Regions from separate parts of the Mus musculus genome. Here region 2 is linked to region 1. The links are chromatin contacts, called in public HiChIP or PLAC-seq maps. All regions are on one chromosome and are shown on one strand. Each heading gives the region's core, a stretch centred on a gene start, on an enhancer-like site or on the middle of the called end of the contact. The rest is flanking DNA. Distances are from core to core; before and after follow the strand shown.

Region 1 (3,643 bases), core at 702-3,201:
ACAGCCTCCCGCCCATGGACAGCGTCTCAAATCAGTGTTGTATGGTGACTGGATTGCAGAAAGCTCACTCTGTTCCCTGAGAGCTAGGGCTTGAGCCAGGACATTGCACCTCCCCTTTCTAGGTCAAAGCCCCACCTAGGATACCAGACCTATCACTGTTGGGATCCTTGTTCTTCTACTGAATTGCTGTGTGACCTGGGACAAGTCAGTCAACTTCTCTGAACTGCCATGTACTCATTCATGAGATGAGAAATAACCAACACTGCCTTGAAGAGTTGTTGTGAAGGTATATTTGAGTGCTGCCTATAAATGAGAAGGCTGGAGTCTGACAGTGGGTGTTCCATGGAGCAATGATGGTAACAGTAACAGTGGTGATGAGATGATGACGATGATGATGTGGTGGTGGTGGTAGTGGTGGTGGTGGTGGTGGTGGTGGTGGTGGTGGTGGTGGTGGTGGTGGTGGTGGTGAAGGGGATGCTGGTGATGGAAGTGATGATTGCGGTGTTAGTGATGAAGATAACAGGATGGTTATCTTGATGATGCAAGTCAGACCCAGGGTCTGAATGACAGGCCCAAAGCTCAGGAGTGAATCTCACAGCCATGGTTCTGAGTGCTGCCTGCTGTGAGAGTCATCAGGGAATATCCTGATTCTGAGCTGAGAGTTGATGAGAATGGCAAGCCATGCATGACACCCACCAAACAAGTCCCATTCAGAATTCAGACCTGCCCCGCTCTCAAAGCACCTGTGTCCCATCACACTCTTCTAGCCCCAAGGCTGGTGAGTCAAGCAAGAGTCTTCCCAGTGCTAGCTCACACTGTCCCCCTAAGAGCTCTGATGTGAGTGAGGCTTGGGCCCATCCAGTAATGCTGACAATGTTGTCGGGTTGCAATGAGGTCCCCGTCTGTCTGCAAAGTACCCCAGGTGATCATAGTCTCAGCAGGGGCTTGTGATTCTCCCAAAGCACTCGGTTCTTTCTCACCACAGGGCTGCCTGGCAATGCACCCTTTCCCCTACCCAACGTCTATGGGAAGATCGCAGACACAGCCAGTGGTCTCTTGGGAGCCTGTCACAAAAGAGGGGCAGCTGTTATTGGTTGATCCTGATATTCAGTTATTGGAAAAAAAAGGGAGTGAAAGTCATAGGTCACCATGATGTAGTGAGGTCACAGTCAGTAGGTTCCATCCCCATAGACAGGTGACCAGGGGAGAAATGACTCCTCCTCTTAATCCGAATGAGGAAATAGGCCCAGTGGGATTCCTAGGTGTCTTAGTCACTGTTCTGTTGCTGTGGAGAGACATCATCATGAAGGCAGCCCTCAGAGGAGAAGGCATTTAACTGGGAGCTTGCCTACAGTTTCAGAAGTTTAGTGCATTATCATCATGGCAGGGAGTGTGTTGGCATGCATGCAGGCATTGTACTGAGAGAAAGAGAGAGAGAGAGAGAGAGTCAGACAGAGACAGACAGAGAGACACAGACAGACAGACAGACAGACATAGAAAGAGACAGAGAGAGACAGAGATAGAGAGGTAGACAGGGACAGAGAGACAGACATAGAAAGAGAGATAGACAGAGATAGATAGAGAGGTAGACAGACATAGAAAAAGAGAGAGACAGACATAGAAAGAGAGATAGACAGATATATATAGAGAGACAGAGACAGACAGAGATAGAGAGGTAGACAGACAGACATAGAAAGAGAGACAGAGACAGAGAGTCAGAGATAGACAGAGAGGTAGACAGACAGACAGACAGACAGAGACAGACAGACATAGAAAGAGAGACAGAGACAGATAGACAGAGATAGAACACGAGACTGGACCTGGCATGGACTCTTGAATCCTCAAAGCCCACCTTCAGTGACGTAACTCCTCCATAAGGCTACACCTACTCCAACAAAGCCATGCCTCTTCAAATACTGCCACTCCCTGGTGACTAAGCATCCACACATCTGAGCCTATAGGGGACATTCCAATGGAAACCACCATACCAGGGTCACACAGGAAGTTGTACTATGCACGCAGGGTCTGTCTATCTGTCCATCCTCCACCCATTCCATCTCCATGTGCTCTCGCTTATCCATTCCTTACCCACCCACCATAGACCCATCCATCCATCCTCCATTTATCCTCCATCCATCCATCCACCCACCCAGAATTGCCTCAAAGCAGCAGTGATCCTCCTGCCTCCGGTTCTGGAATGCTGGGATGACAGAGATATACGGCTATGTCTGATTTTAAATAATGCAGTGGTAGACCTTTGTGTCGCTGTATAAAAAACATCCATGACAGCCACAGCAAGTGTGGCGACTCAGCCCAGGCCACCACTGAACTCAGAAGCCCAGGTCCCTGTTGTCCTCAAGCAGAATCTGCCCCTTACCATCTCAAAGAAGTTCCTGCTAGATGCTACGGCCTAATGGTCTGGAGTGCCCCGGGTTGAGCCAGGCTTTCCTCAACATGTACCCCTGGACACCCCATCCCATGTTGGTAATATCCCTTTAAGGATCATGCTTCCCCTAGGCTGGGGCTCTGTGGGACATGCACCCGGCCTCCCTGCTCATCTCTTGATCAGCTGCAGACTATTTGCCATGGTACCTGACTGGCCTCCGACTCCTTAGGCTCCCTTAGCAGAGTGTCTGTGAGTACTTGCTTTTGGCCGTTGTGTGCATGTCACTAACAGTAACCTTTCTTTTTATATCTTTATATCTTGAAAATTAATTAACTGTTGTCAGAATGACAGCTGGCTGACCCCAAGGCTGGAGGAACATGCCGGGCAAGCTGTCTATCAAGCCTAGCATGAAAATCATACATACCATATGCCAGGGAGCTCAGCACTGTGCTTGGTAAGAGGACCATGGAAATAAATCTCCAGTTGACAGCGACACTAGAATGTCTTCATGAGCATGGGAGCCCCATCGCTATTGAGGGATGGGGAGTTCCTTTGTGTAATGGAGCCGAGGGAGCTTTGACTTGGCCCGGCCTAGCCAGTTCCCATTAAAGCTGGCTCTGGACTGTGGTGGCCTCGCTGTGGGAAGCTAATGATGACAGTAATGAGGCCCCCACATAGAACCAACCTCCACACAGCTCTGTTTAATGGTATGGTTTAATGGACCAAGCTACCATCCTGCCACAAAATGGGTTGGGTAGGAAAGAACTCCTTGTCTATCGGGTGGGTTCTCCTCCCTGCCCAGCCCTGCCTGAGGGATTTATGTCCAGCATGGCCTTGGGTTCCGCATGAGGCCAAGGTCCCTGGGCTCAGCTTCCTCTCACCCTACCACACTTCCTCTCACCAGCTGGGAGGACTCTAGGTGCTCCAGGACCCTCAGAGAAGGACATGCCACCATCTGCTGTGGCCTCTACTACTCTGTTTTCCTGATCAGGTCACTTGGCTGCCACTTCCTCCTGAAAGCCTGTCCCGAGTGTCCCCACCCTTCAGGTGGGAAAGTGCTCCTTTTAATCAGCCCAGACCCTTCCTTCTTGTCCTGAAATACTCCACAGGCATGCAGTCGCTGTGTCTGTGACTATAGCAGTGAGCCGAAGGTACTCTCAAGGGGGAACAGGAGCCAGAGAGCCAAGCACCCCTTTGCTGGAGATGCAATATCCAGCCCCATATCGTTGAGAGTCAAGGACCTCAGGTTTCCCTCCA
Region 2 (3,643 bases), core at 632-3,131, 340 kb before region 1:
ATATTTTTATTTTATGTACATTAGTATTTTCCCCACATGTATGCCTGTGGGGACCTTCTCTCCAGGCCTCCATTTGGGTTTTTCAAAGACTCTACCTGGGATTTCAAGTTTTGGCAGGCCATGCTCTGTCATTAAAGCATGTGTCACTATGTGATGACCCTTGCCATTTGACCCCATTTGGCATGAACTGACTCAGGATTACAGGTTGTCAAGGTTGGAAGCTTTGTTGAGGCTGAAGGCAATGAGATTGCTTCCTATGGAGGCCTCCCTGTGAGCAGCTCACTGAGTTGGTGGGAAATGTCCCTAACGAACCCAGTGTTTAGAGTCTGATCAATTTCCCCATTCTCTGAAGAGCAAATCTGAGGGCCTCCAATATCCATTAGGATTGGGGTGGTGGTGGTGGCATCTTTTGCCTCCTGGGCTTTGTGTGCAGATTAAATCAACTCTGCTTGGGAGGCCCCTGGAATGTTCTTGGTACATCAACCTGATCAGCTGCCACTGCCACTGCTGTTACTTGAGTTAGTAACAAGTGCCTATTAACAAGACCTGATGCTTTGGCTTCTAATCAAGGCATTCCCTTCATTTTGCTTCTGTGTCCCATATCTTCGACTTGCAAACTTTGCTGGACTCTCTGATCCACGGTATTTTGAACTGCAGTGTTTCCCCTTGCATTCCACAGTCATTTCAGGTCTGAGGGAAAATGGAATGGTGCGTGCAACCCTGTCCCCATGCTGTAGGGCTGTACTTGCTGACTGACTGAAGTATGCGTGTCTCCCTGTTGCTGGCAGCAGCCTGTTCAGATAGTGCTTGTATCCACCTAGTGGCTGTGGGACCAGGCCACAGCCTGGAGAGTTCTGTGAGCATTCTTTGCCTGGATTTTAGCTGCTGGCTAGTGGGCCAATGTTTTCTTCAAGTTTCACCTCTGTAACCCGTGGAGGACTTGGTGTTTTCACTCCCAAACTACACATTTGCTTGAGTATAATCGCCAAGGAGGCCAGACCTCCTTAGGGTGGCAGTGCAGAGGGCCTGCAACCCCAACCCTGCACTTTGAACTTGTGTCCTGTCTATAAGGTGGGTGACATACTGATTGTTCAGGAGATCAGGTCAGACAGTGTCTGGAGCCACAGCAAATGGGAAGAAGCATCCAGACTCTGGCCTCTGACTTGTGGTGGGAGATTACGGGCCTTAGCATAATGGCACTAGATCAGGCTCAGCAGATAGGTAGCACCCAATGGGATGATTGCCAGATGCCACTTGAATTATAATCCCTGTCAACACAGAGCCTTGGGTAGATTTCTTGTAGAGCTGAAGATGTTGATACCTACTTACTGGACTTGGAACATCCTGCTGCTAGCACTGGGCTGTCACCACTCAGCCGTGTACCAGGTCCATGAGCAGCATCAGTCTCTCAGCTCTGGGTAGTTAGGTAACTGGAAAGGATTTCCCTCTCCAGTGGGATCTGCTCAGGGTAGGCAAGGTAGAAGCCTAACCCTGGGCACCCAGTGCTCTTGTACTTTAGAGAAGCTGTAGCTGTCTTTTCTGGGTGAGAGAAAATTGCTTGTGAAATAGCTCTTCTAGCTAGTGTCAATAAATCCTTTTCACGGGATCTTGTGGCTCTTGTCATCCAGAATGGCATGAATCTGTGGCAACTCCACATTTTCTTCCCAACCGGATCATCTCCCTTAGAGATGCTTCTCACCTGTGATAGACAGCCAGAGAAGAACAGGTTTTGATTTTGCAGGGAGCCCAAATCATGCATTATTCCAGAAGCTGACTCTCCTGAACCCTTCTACTGGGTGTTTGGAATCTGGGTCACTAGGTGTGACTAAGCTGCTATGGCTACAGTCCGTGGATCTAATTAGTGACTCAGTGGGTTTGGAGGTCACTTATAGATTCCCAGGGCATGAGAGAATTATTGACAGGACGTTGTGCAGTGATGGCATAGCAATGGCCATCACAAAAGCCATTCATCTCTTACCAAGAAGTACCACACTATGTGGCAATTGTGGTTCAGGGTCTGCTGACCCTTGTAACTTTGTAACCACCACAGGGAAGTGTGTGGATCTGACCTAAGGCATCACCACAGCAGGGAGCTCTTGGAACCCTTCTTCTGCCCAAGGCTTTCCTTCTGAACAGCAGAGAAGACTTGAAGTGCACTCACCCTTACAATGAACTCAGCTACAAGTAGCTCCTTTTTTGATGATACAAAACTGGTTGGGCCCAGAGACACCTGATGTCTTTGTTCTAGGAATATGAAGACAAGGCTGGAAGACCGAGCAGGCCACCCTCTCCCAAGCAGAATGTGAGGAAGAACCTGGATTTTGAGCCACTGTCCACCACGGCGCTCATCCTCGAGGACAGACCTGCGTGAGTCTGAGGAAGAGCCTCTGTCTGTCTGCCATGGGGGTGCGCCTTTCCTGGAGGCAGGAGAAGGGGAGGAGAATGGCTGGGTCTCTTGTTACCTCCATGTTAGCCTTCACTCAGTGTGACATCACATGGTGATTTAGGAAACTGTCCTGTGTCATAGAAATGTAACCAGGCTTTTCCTTTGAGGCAGTATTTGCTTGTAGTTTATTATACAGGTTTCCATTGTGTGGCTGCTGTAAGCACATGGCTAGTTTGGCAGTACAAGGAACCCTGCAAGCATGCTTCAAAGTAGTGCTTTGGGGGTGCCTGGTTTTTGTTTTGTTTTGTTTTGTTTTAGGATAACTCTTAGAGTGGCCTGTGGAGATTTTGGGTAGTTTGAGTCTGAACGCCTCTCTCTCTGGGCCCTTGTATCCGCATTGTGTGATGAGGCAGTCATGCTTGGAGACATGCCTGAAGAAGAAAGTCCTAGCTAATCTAATTACCGAATTTACACAGAACAGTGCATCAGGGAGAAGGTTTCCCACTTAAGAAAGAACAAGAACAACGGCAGGTTATCCTACCCTGGGCTAGTCCATTCCAGCCTCCTGTGCATCCCTGATATTTAAAACTGTGAAGTCAGGCCAGTCATATGGTCAGTAGGTAAAGAAAGATGCTTGCTGCCAAGCCTGCTTCCTGGTATCTGAATGGTGGAAAGAGACTGCTAACTTCTGCAAGTTATCCTCTGACTGACACACACACACACACACACACACACACACACACACACAGAGAAAATAATTAAATAAACAATTAAAATGTGAGGTCTAATGAGGAGTATATCTTCAGGATTGTAGAAAACCGTGAAGAGGAAGTTGGAACTCTAGCATAGAGGGACCAGCTCTTTTAGTGTGCTGAGAGGTAGATCGGGCTGGCCACTTTCCGCCAGTGGCGGTGGTTGCAGTCTCACAGGGAACATGGTTATAGTACTTGTGGAATGCAGGTGAGGTGCCATCACATCCCTAAGTCAGCTTAAGAGTCCACTGACATTCTCTATGGGATCAATATAGCTCCTGTGTGCGGCTGCATAAAACAGCGAAGGAACTACAGCACTATGTAGATTATTGCTCCCATTACTGTGACAAACACCTGACCTAAAGAAAGAAAAAGCTCAAGGGAGCAGGCCTTACCTTGGCTCACAGTTTGGGGGTATAGGCCATCATGGTGGGGAAGGCATGGCGGCAGGAGGTGCTGATCATGTAGCATCAGCCGGCAGGAAGCAGATAATGTTGGGACTTAT

What was found. HiChIP or PLAC-seq counts read pairs in DNA pulled down with a chosen protein or histone mark.
Region 2: a FOXA1 HiChIP or PLAC-seq map of pancreatic cancer cells shows a contact between it and region 1. The contact joins two enhancer-like sites. A contact is called at or near these places in 1 of 115 datasets of contacts at active chromatin or transcription factors (pancreatic cancer cells) and 1 of 9 other capture datasets (pancreatic islet).

Annotation. Positions count from the first base shown.
Region 1 is chr5:36,181,724-36,185,366 of GRCm38.p6, reverse strand. All of the region lies in intron 2 of Sorcs2 (sortilin-related VPS10 domain containing receptor 2), which reads left to right. All of the region lies in intron 1 of Gm31945 (a long non-coding RNA gene), which reads right to left. Among named protein-coding and RNA genes, the nearest start is that of Gm31945, 4.1 kb to the right of the region's middle. Within about 2 kb of position 1,951, at least 15 of the 459 cell types and tissues checked have an H3K27ac peak or open chromatin away from gene starts, as enhancers often do. A contact at or near this core is called in pancreatic cancer cells, where this site is marked.
Region 2 is chr5:36,523,654-36,527,296 of GRCm38.p6, reverse strand. Tbc1d14 (TBC1 domain family, member 14) reads left to right here. Exons shown (of 14, transcript NM_133910.3): 4 at 2,249-2,367. Among named protein-coding and RNA genes, the nearest start is that of Gm32528, 13 kb to the right of the region's middle. Within about 2 kb of position 1,881, at least 14 of the 459 cell types and tissues checked have an H3K27ac peak or open chromatin away from gene starts, as enhancers often do. A contact at or near this core is called in pancreatic cancer cells, where this site is marked.